Linked DNA regions of Zea mays: region 1 is linked to region 2. Evidence: chromatin contacts called from public Hi-C data. All regions are on one chromosome and are shown on one strand. Each heading gives the region's core, a stretch centred on a gene start, on an enhancer-like site or on the middle of the called end of the contact. The rest is flanking DNA. Distances are from core to core; before and after follow the strand shown. Region 1 holds the start of LOC100216736. Region 2 has its middle 5.8 kb from the start of MIR166m.

What was found. Hi-C and Micro-C count contacts between places; a contact is called where the count stands out from the background.
Region 1: a Hi-C map of bundle sheath shows a contact between it and region 2, with 2.8 times the contacts expected there. The contact joins the promoter of LOC100216736 here to the enhancer-like site in region 2. A contact is called at or near these places in 3 of 25 Hi-C or Micro-C datasets (bundle sheath, ear and tassel).

Annotation. Positions count from the first base shown.
Region 1 is chr5:219,288,747-219,294,217 of Zm-B73-REFERENCE-NAM-5.0, forward strand. LOC100216736 reads right to left here and starts at 2,850. Exons shown (of 3, transcript NM_001143141.2): 1 at 2,734-2,850; 2 at 1,300-2,637; 3 at 1-312. The coding sequence starts at 2,806. The coding sequence ends at 278.
Region 2 is chr5:219,024,848-219,030,267 of Zm-B73-REFERENCE-NAM-5.0, forward strand. It overlaps the pseudogene LOC103628878. Among protein-coding and RNA genes, the nearest start is that of MIR166m, 5.8 kb to the left of the region's middle. Within about 2 kb of position 2,059, at least 19 of the 20 cell types and tissues checked have an H3K27ac peak or open chromatin away from gene starts, as enhancers often do. A contact at or near this core is called in bundle sheath, ear and tassel, where this site is marked.

The sequences.
Region 1 (5,471 bases), core at 1,600-4,099, 260 kb after region 2:
CACCCACCATTAGCCAAAGCTGCAAAAAGGAAGGCGTACAGCTACAGCCTAGTACAGCGATGTTCGTTCTACGGCGTCGCTGCGGGGCTGGAGTCAAAGCTGCAGCGGTAAAGAAAGTCTGAAAGGGTGGGCAAAGATTCCGGCGTCCCCCAGAGTCCAGTCCAGTCTCTAGGGCGACTGATGAGCTGAGCTGCTGTGCTGCCTCCTGCCTGCCATCGATTCTTTTGTTCCTCGAGATGGCCGCTGGCGTTACGGTCCTCGCCGCTGCTGCTTCAGTTCAGACCGTCGATGGGAGGTCGCACTTGCCCATCTCTGTAAACAATGCAGCGACAGCGAGCCACCCCAGTGAGGTCACAGGTTAGATTAGGTCTCAAACAAATCTTAAAAACAGAATATTCTCTAATCTAACAGCGGCATCATTCATACGTAAAGAGTGGAGTAAACAAATATAATTCACACAGGGGGTAGCAGTAGTAGGAGCTGGAAAAGCTAGCGGAAGTGGCAATCAGGCACGGCGGAGTCTGCGACATCCAGACATGCACGCGGTACCACGAAGGAAACCAGGACGGAGTAAAGGACACGGACACAGGCGAGGACGGGTCATATCACGTCGACCTGCACAGGCCAGGCCCCCCCTGTCTCGGTCATTATTGCACCTTGTGGCCTGCTGGAACCTGAGCAAGTGATCAGGTCACTCATAATGACTCCATCCCAGTGACAGCAGCTCGAATCCAATGCAATCGCAGTACAGATTTGGTCACAGAGCAGCAGTAACGGCTGCTGCGATCTGCACAGCAGACGTGCAAATGGGGACGCGGCGTGCAAGGACCTAGTACGTGGTTTGTGTACTGTGCGTCATGCTTCAGCGTGGTTTGTACTGGACGTGACAGCCATGTGTGTGGTGAGCAGTACTGTACTACTAGTGAAAACGGGAATCATTCCCGTACAATGCCAAAGCTATTGCCAGTCTATCAGTAAAAGTCACCATGCGGCCCAGCGATAAAACATGGGTCCTAGGGGATGTTTCATGCCTAGGTTCCCGCGATAACCCATCACTTTTTTAATCGAAACTAAACTGTTTGGGTTGTGTATGGCTTTGGTCGCGTGTGTGTGGATTGCACATTGCAGTGGCAGCATGCCAGCATTTACATTTCGCTACGTGATCCAACGAATTCATGGTCTACGTTTCAACCAATGGTACCAGATGCGCGAATGTGATCGCGATGAATATAATGGCCGATTTCTAGCTGCGTCGAAAATGGCGCGAGGGGGAGAATGAGTGGCGCGGCAGCGGCTTACTCGGTGCCTGGTTGACGACGTAGGCGGCGCCGGCGAAGTCGCAGGTTCCGATGGACCGGCCCTTGCGCTGGTAGTAGTCGTTGAAGGCGTAGGATGCGTGCGCGACCATGGTGTTGGGCTCGAAGCACGCCGCGCCGGGCTGGATGGCCTTGCAGTCCGCGCCGCCGGGGCCGCACGCGTAGTCCAGCGCCGCCTGGAGCCGATGCTCCCCGGCCATCGCGTTCGCCACGCACCACGCCTCCCCGGTCGTCACCTTCACCCCGCTCGGCGGGTTGGTGCTGGTGCTGCTCGCCCCGCCGCCGTTCTCCTGCCACCCGAGGCCGCCGTTGCCCTGGCTGGCGCCGCCGCCGCCGAGGACGAACTCGACGTCGTACACCTTCTGCTGGTTCGGGTAGAAGACGCCGTAGTTGCGCTCGGAGGTCGGCCCGGGCTTCTGGTTCTCGTTGAAGAGCGCGAAGAGGTACACGTCGATGTCGGCGTCGGGGCGGCGCGGGGTGCCGGCGTTGCCGGAGAGCACGCGGCGGGCCAGGTTGCCGTTGTACGCCGCGGCGTTGGCCGCCGAAGCGCCCGCCTCGTTGGCGTCGCCCTTGGACGGCCACCCCGTCTCGGAGACCACGACGCGCACGCCGTTGTAGCCCTCCCCGAGCCTGCTGACCGCGGCGAACACGGCGTCCAGCTGCGCGTCGAGGAGGCTGTAGTACTTGAGGCCGTTCCCGGCGTCGAGCACGCCGGCGTTGGGGCGGAACAGGGCGTAGTCGAGGGAGATGTCTCCCGCATTGCCGGAGTAAGCGAAGAACGGGTACGCGTTCACCATGAGGTACGACCCGGTCTGCGCCAGGAAGTCGAGCATGGGCTTCATGACGGCCTGCGCGAGGTCCTCCCGGAACGCGCCCGCCGAGGACGGGTAGGACGACGCGAGCGCCGTGAGCGCGATGGGCGACGACACCTTGACGGCCCCGTCGAGGCCCAGCCTGGCCAGCGCGGCGTGCACGTTGGCCATGGCCGGGACCAGCTGCGCCGTCACGTTCTTGGCCGACGCGAACACCTCGTTGCCCACGGCGATGCCCTGGATCTGCGTGGCCGGGTGGTACGCCGCCACGTTCCGGCGCACCCACAGCAGCGCGTAGGACGCGCGCGACGCCGCCGCCGCGACCTGCTCGTTGGGCAGCGCCACCACCACCTTGATGCCGGTGTTCGCGAGGGCGCGCAGCACGGTGGGGTCGGCGTCGTACAGCTTCACCTGCGCGACGCCCTGCTGCTTGAGCAGCTGCACAACCGCCGCTGGGTTGGGCAGGTTGTTCGCCACGCGGCCGTAGTTCACGCCCACCGTCCCCGCCTCTGCAACCAGAGCAAACCACACATCAGTCACCAAACATCCACCTGTGTTGCCGCATTGTCACTTCCTTGATCTTTGCGTGATCCGGTGGTGTTTACCTGCCGGAGAAAGGAGGAGCAGAACCGCCGCGGCGAGGAAGACGGCGGCGAGGAGAGGGCGTGGGGGCGCCATGCTCTGCTCTGCGGCGCGGCGAGGCAGAGCAAAGAGGGGGTGAGTGGACGAGTGTGGGGCGGAAGGAAAGCGCGGAGATTGGGGATTTATGGCCGGTGACCTCGTCACGCTAGCCCGTTTGGGGCGGTAAGGGAAAAGTGGCGGGTGTGGGGCACGTCGCGGCGGGCTCGGCTCGTGCGCGGGGTGGTGTGGTGGTGGGGCGACGTGGAGGCAGGCATGTCATGTGGCGGTAGGCGCGGGTGTTGCTGTTGCCTGGCTGGTGGTGCGCGTGGGATTGGGATCCAGCCGTCCTGTGGCAATGGAAAGCGAAGGAGCCGGGGAGCGCCGGCCGCCGGGGGTAGTAGTACGAGGCTGCAAGGGCAGCATGGCCCCGCTCGCGGCGACCGTTGTTCCGCTGCGTGACGGGGCCCAGCGTACGGGCGTTTCGGCTGGGGGCGTCTGGTGGTTAGTGGCTAATCAATGTGGACGCTGTGACTGTAGTGCGATGGATGAGATTTGATGCCAGTTGCTGCTCTGCTCATCCCAACGGCTCGAAAATCTTTTATGTTCTGTCCTGTTTGGTGCCGTTGAAACAAAACCCTTTTTTCCGTGTGCATTTACGTAGCACTTCTGATGAGTGAGTGAATGAATGATACTGACGCAAGTGGTATTACCACGGTGGTCCCTGCATGCGAGGAACTAGCACAGTTGACTCAATGACTACTATACGTCGTGATAAGTACAGTATTTTTGTATGCAGGAAGACACTGTTTTTTCCCGTGTGTGTGTTCAAGCAGGCCTGAGCCGTCCAGAGTGGAAGTGTCTAGTGTCACTGTTGCAGCACTGCGACAGGGGTAACAAGGATCGGATAAGTCGTGGTATTTTTGGTTGGCTTCAGAACTTGTTGAAAGGCAAAGGGAAGATATGGGTTTTGGTTGGTGCAGATTAACACGAAGCAGTAGCCAGTAGCTGTCAAACTTTGGCCGCCCACTGTACTGCTGCTGCAGTGGCTAAGTTCCGGAAGACGGCGAACTCCGCTCCGCCCGACCAAGGGCTCGAACTCGGGCTCAGCCCCGGAAGACGACGAACTCCGCTTCGCCCAACCCCAGGGCTCGTACTCCGCCCTGGCCTCTGCCGAACGACCTCCGCCTCGCCCGACACAGGGGCTCGGGCTCGGCCTCGGCCATGGAAGACAGACTCGACCTCGGCTTCGGAGGAGCCTCCACGTCGCCCAACCTAGGGCGTAGGCCAGCCACGTCAACGGGAAGCGCCATCATCACCCTACCCCGAGCTGACTCGGGCCACAGAGAACAAGACCGGTGTCCCATCTGGCTAGCTCCGCCAGATAGGCAATGATGGCGCCCCGCATGCTCTGTGACGACGGCGGCTCTCAGCTCTCTTACGGAAGCAGGAGGACGTCAGCAAGGACTCAACCGCTCCGACAGCTGTCCCTCCATCAGGCTCCGTCGCTCCTCCGACGGCCATGACATCACACCAGCTGGGTGCCAAATTCTCTCCGGCTGCCACATCGGCATGTACTTAGGGCGCTAGCTCTCCCCCGCTAGACACGTAGCACTCTACTACACCCCCATTGTACACCTGGATCCTCTCCTTACGCCTATAAAAGGAAGGACCAGGGCCCTCTTAGAGAGGGTTGGCCGCGCGGGGACGAGGACGGGACAGACGCTCTCTTGGGGCCGCTCGCTTCCCTCTCCCGCGTGGACGCTTGTAACCCCCTACTGCAAGCGCACCCGACCTGGGCGCGGGACGAACACGAAGGCCGCGAGATTCCCACCTCTCTCACGCCGGTCACCGGCCGCCTCGCTCCTTCCCCCCTTCGCGTTCGCCCACGCGCTCGACCCATCTGGGCTGGGGCACGCAGCGACACTCACTCGTCGGCCCGAGGGACCCCTCGGTCTCGAAACGCGGACAGTGCCGTTGAAACAAAACCCTTTTTTCCGTGTGCATTTACGTAGCACTTCTGATGAGTGAGTGAATGAGACTGACGCAGGTGGTATTACCACGGTGCCCCCTGCGACGAACTAGCACAGCTAGAGACAGCCAAACGAGCCGCCTGGTCTGGCCCAGACCAGGTGAAGCCCGACCTATTTTAGGTCCGATCCATCAGACACAGTTAGAAAACCGGGCCGGACCGTTAAACCCGCGGGGACCACCGTTTTCTTGTCGGAGCCCGGCCCGTAGCGGGCCTAAACGGACCGGGCCGGCTTGTTTAGCACGGAAAAAGCAGGCCGAAAAACGGGTTAAACGGGTCGTGTTTAGTTTTTTGTCCGAGTCTGGACCGTTTATTCGTGTCGGGCTCGGATCAGATCCAAACAGCGGGTTTCGTACCGGGCTCACGAGGCTTGTGTTTATTGGCCGTCTATAAGCACAGTTGACTCTATGACTACTATACGTTGTGATAAGTACAGTATATTTGTATGCAGGAAGACACTGTTCTTCCCCCCTTGAGAAACACAGATATGCGTGTGTGTGTTCAAGCAGGCCTGAGCCGTCCAGAGTGGAAGTGCCTAATGTCACTGTTGCAGCACTGCGACAGGGTAACAAGGATCGGATAAGTCGTGGTATTTTTGGTTGGCTTCAGAACTTGTTGAAAGGCAAAGGGAAGATATGGTTTTTGGTTGGTGCAGATTAACACGAAGCAGTAGCTGTCAAACTTTGGCCGCCC
Region 2 (5,420 bases), core at 809-3,308:
CGCGCGGCGTGGGCGCCCCCCCGTTCTGTGTCACCGGCACCGGCAGGAGGCCAGGAGCGCTGCTGCGCCTGCGTGGGCGCCCGCCGTAGTCCCGTACCTGCCGATCTATCTATAGCTCTATCTACGCTGTACACCCTGTGAGCTGTGAGTGAGTGGCCTGCACAGCCGCACTCGCTGCGTGCGTGCGCGTCTGCCGGTGCCGGACTCCTTGAAAACCCATTGGCCACGGCGGTGATCGTATTCGATTAGGTTTGTGTAAAATCATAAGGAAGGAATTTGCGACCATGCCAGCCTGCCTGCCTGTCTGCTCACGGTTCATGTCTGCGTGAATTTCGCTCTTGGCTCTTTGTGACGACGCCAGCTCTATCATTGTCTATATATCCAGTGAACGAGTGGTGGTCTCTGTCAAAATGTGAGCCCGGAAGTCAAAACGCACAGGCACAGAGCCTCCTCGAGATACGCGAAGGTACGTTTCGGACTGCTGCAACGCGACCTGCCGACCTCTGCTGCTTTTCGCGGCAAGAAAGCCACGCCAGCTCTTACTCTTCTGCCTACTACATACGTGGCGGCCACATGTGTAATTCACTTTTTACACGCTGCTTGCTTTTCTTTTCTAATGTGAACCCAACGACTCCCAAACTTCTCCCAAAATGCATAACTCGGCCTGGACGTTTCCTTCTTTCTGCGTCCACTGAATGAAATAGACCATGATCTGGATCCCCCCCCCCCCCTCCTGGTGAGTCCACTGTTTGCTATTCGGGAGCTCATGCCAAGGGGCGGATCAATTTGGTAGATATTCATCGACGGCTTCCGAAGCTATTTTTCCTCTTTACATACCTCAGAACATATAGCCGGAAAAAAATCTTTAGGATATAAAGAATCTCTTTTACAGCCCCTCACATACAACAGTTGTTGGTCCATATAAATAGAAGAAAAACAAATTACTAAAAAGTTATTTTGCAAATTTTAATATATTTTTGTGGGCCTCCAAGTGGTGGATGTGAGGGAATGTAAAAGATGATGTTTACATTCGGTATCTACAAAATTTTATTTCATATAGCCGCTCCTCACGTGATTCTCTGACTCTCAGAATCATTTAGCGTTCTGTGAAAACGATAAACAACAGAAAGTAAAGGAGCATGTTTAGAAATGCGAGGATAGCGAAGAGAAATCTCATTATACTTCTTGCGCTCTAGGCGCTTTGAAGATGTTGATTCGTTGTCGGAGGTTGAGGGCACGGATAAGTCGGTCTCGTAGTAGACCACATTCTCCATCTTCTTTTATCTTCTTGCTGCCCCTCTTCTTGTGTGACTTGATGGAATCGGTGGATTCTTCCTTGTCCTCTATGTGCTTGTCGTTGAATATCTTGACCTTCTTTGATAGAGTCTTGTTGTCATGCTTCTTTCCATAGGACTCAGGATTTTCACCAGTGGGCACCTCCTTTTTGGCGTATTCACCAGACATCACTCCGAGTTGTTAGACTCTAATAAGGTGATATGCTCCGATACCAATTGAAAGTCACCTAGAGTGGGGTGAATAGGCGATAACATATGTTGTATTTTAGATGACTTGGGTGTTTGGTTTTATGGACTAATTTTTAGTTACTGCATTTTATTCCATTTTAGTCCCTAAATTACCGAATATGGAAACTAAATAGAGTTTTAGTTTCCGTAGGTGTGGGCACAATAAAAACAAGCCAGTGGAAGGAGCAGCATGCAGTCAGCAGACGGACGACGACGCAGCGTAAAAGCTTGGCAGCAGCCTAGTAGGTAGTAGCCCCCGACCGGCGAGTATGTGCCAACTGCCAGGCCCGCCGGTCTGGGGACACGCCACCCGTGGGAAAGCCAACAAGCAGGCTCTCCCCTCCCGTGGAACACGCAGCCTGCAGGCGGGTCCCCAACGGTCAGACGGGTGCCGCGCTGGGCGTTGCCGCCCGCCCCTCCTCCGCGCGCGCGGGAAACGGACGGGCCTGCCACTGCCCAGCCAGCCAGTGTCGGCGTTCGGCGAGGCCGGAGGGGTCGGGGCCCCCAGGCCCCAGGAGCTCGCGCGAGTCGCTCCCCCCGCGTCCCGAGGAGGCGTGGCGTGGGTGCCCCCCGTTCTGTGTCACCGGCAGGAGGCCAGGAGCGCTGCTCCGCCTGCGCGGGCCGGTGGATTGGCTAGGCTCTCGGCGCCCGCCGTAGTCCCGTACCTGCCGATCTGTAGCTAACCCATTGGCCACGGCGGTGATCGTATTCGATTAGGTTTGTGTAAAATCATCAAGGAAGGAATTTGCGACCATGCCTGCCTGTCTGCTCTCACGGTTCATGTCTGCGTGAATTTCGCTCTTGGCTCTTTGTGACGACGCCAGCTCTATCATTGTCTATATATCCAGTGAACGAGTGGTCTCTGTCAAAATGTGAGCCAGGAAGTCAAAACGCACAGGCACAGAGCCTCCTCGAGATACGCGAAGGTACGTTTCGGACTGCTGCAACGCGACCTCTGCTGCTTTTCGCGGCAAGAAAGCCACGCCAGCTCTTACTCTTCTGCCTACTACATACGTGGCGGCCGGCCACATGTGTAATTCATTTCTTACACGGTTGCTTTTGGGCCTGGACGTTTCCTTCTTTCTGCGTCCACTGACCGGCTGATTGGTTGTTCGGCTGGGTAGAGCCTGGTTTAGACCCAGATGCAGGCTGAGCCTAGCATGCATACATGGATGCAACTAGTTAATTTGTTACGTGTTTGGTTTCCTGTACCGACTCAGCCAGGATTTAATGAGCTCGTGTTTAGTTTCCTGTACCGACTCATCCAGGATTTAATGAGCTCGTGTTTGGTTTTCCTGTACCGACTGATTAAATCTACAGAGCTACCCTACGCTGTTTTAGTGGTTTTCAGGTGTATATACTTGTATTATGCTCAAAACAGAAAAGAACAGAAAATTAAACGTCTGATAATCACTTGTAAACGTCTGGTTAAAGATCTGAGGCTGAAAACAAGTAAATTGTATTAAACAGTATATACAAGTATATACAAGCATAAAACAAGAAAAGATCTTTAAAAAGAAAAGATCTTTTCTGTTTAACAGATGTTCTTCGACAGAAGTACATACAAGCATAATCAGCTTAATAGACGTTTAATCAGATTAACAGACGTTTTTCTGTTTAATTTAAACGTCTGATAATCTGATATTTTCTGTTTTGAGCATAAAACAAGTATATACAAGCATAGAACAGATCTTTAACCAGATTAGCCTCAAAAGAACAGATCTTTAAACAAGTAAATTAAACAGACGCTGTAATAATCAGTAAACAGTAGTATGAATTAACCAGATTTACACAGATTTACACAAATTAACACAGATGCTGTAATAAACAGTAAACAGTAACCAGATTAGCCTCAAAAGAACAGATCTTTAACCAGATTTACACAGCATACAAATGTTCTTTGACAGATTATCAGCTACTATGAATTATCAGCTACACTTATTTTTACATGCATGGAGAGTTTGAGCAATCAGCTACTATGAATTATCAGCTACATTACAAGTGAATCTGAAATAGCAGATAAACTCAAATAGCAGATAAACCCATTTGGTCACACAAGACAACAAGACTTGAAACAAGTGAATTTGAAACACCAAAACCAAACAGAAGAGAAAGCATCTGAAACAGCATAGACATCCTCTTTCATCCAATTTGCTCAAACAGAAGAGAAAGTAGACACTAAATAGGACAAGTGAGTTTTTGGGACTTATGACTTGAAACAAGTGAATCTGAAACACCAAAACAAGTACTAGCTCATGAGGTCTGGCACTTAGGACTTCAATCAAGTGAATCTGAAACACCAAAACCAAACAGCAAAATAGAAATTGCGGCACTAACCCTTGTCAGTCCTTAAACCAGATCAAGTGAATCAAGATAGGACACTAGGACTTGTAAATATGAAATAGTTATTAATATTAGCCTCAGCTCAGTAAAATTGATCCTACATGACAGTGTAGCCAGCTACTAAATAGTGATAAAGGATATAGATAGGAGTATCAGTTCTCAAAAACCAAAACTAGATCAAGTGTGGCATATCTGTTCTTAAACACCAAAACAACAAAACAACATAAATGACTGTTATTAGTGGCTGGCTAACTGAGTAGGCTTAATATTCACTTTAGTTATCATCATTGGCATAAAGGACACACACATCAGATCAAGTGTAGCATATCAGTTCTCAAACAGGGAAATCCATAGGACTCAGGGAAACATCATTGTTCTCAAGTACCAAATCTGTTCTTAATCAGGATAAAGGAGAGACACATCAGATAAACTGTAGCATATCTGTTCTTAAACAGGGAAACCCATTGAACTCAGGGATACATCATTGTTCTAGACAGACATTGCTGCACTCAGGGATACATCAGTTGTGGTAGTGCTTGGCTAGGAAAGTCCTGAGCCATAGGTCACGATCATCAGGAGTCATGTCCAGGAACACCAGGGAGGTGGCCTTGTGCTCCATCATGTGGTTTAGGGCATACATGAGAGCCTCCCTAGAGAACCCAGGACAGTTGATTACAGCATTGTAGATCCTAGGTGCTGCTTCAGCATGGATGCTTTCACGGACAGCAGCAGCAACATCAGATACAGCCTCTTTCATCCCATTGAACACAGCAACATCTTCATCAGTCATGTACCTCTTCCTCTTCCCTAAGTTGGACATAGGCTTGGTATCAATGGAGTCACCAGGGGTACCCTTATCAACAGTCTTTCCCTTGCCAGTTAGATTGGAAGCATCAACAAACTCTGAGGTCACTTCAATAAATGAATCTCATCCTAAGTAAGTCAACACACTCAACATCAGTGGATTCATAAATGAATCTCAGGTTGTTTTGTCTCTCTTGGTCTCTTTGGTGCATTGGGCCATAAGTGATAGACCTCCTAGCATGCAGTCGGTGCCTCAACCATGCATCCAACCAGGCTGACATAACTGCTACAAGGACCATAACCTTTGCAATTAGCCGCTGACGTGCAATAGTAGGATCCATTGCTAGAGTAATAAAATAGAAAAGGAGATTAGAGGTCTAAGTTTGGCTTAGATGTACTGTGCTAGTTGCTAAAAGTAATTTCATAGAACATTGATCTATAGCTCAGATGCACACTAGCATCATAGAACATTGATCTATAGCTCAGAGGCACATTAGCATCATAGAACATTGATCTATAGCTCAGAAAATATATGATCAAGCATGGTAAATAGTAATGTGCCAGTTGCGAATGTATAAAACAGATTCTTACACGAGCCACGGCTGCGACATCCAAGAGATGCGCCACCCAGAGGCATTAAAGCATCATATACCATTGGTCGACAGCTCAGAGACTAATAAACAAGTATAGATATATTCAAAAGTAACCATATAACTCAGCTCAACACATAGAACATTGATCTATAGCTCA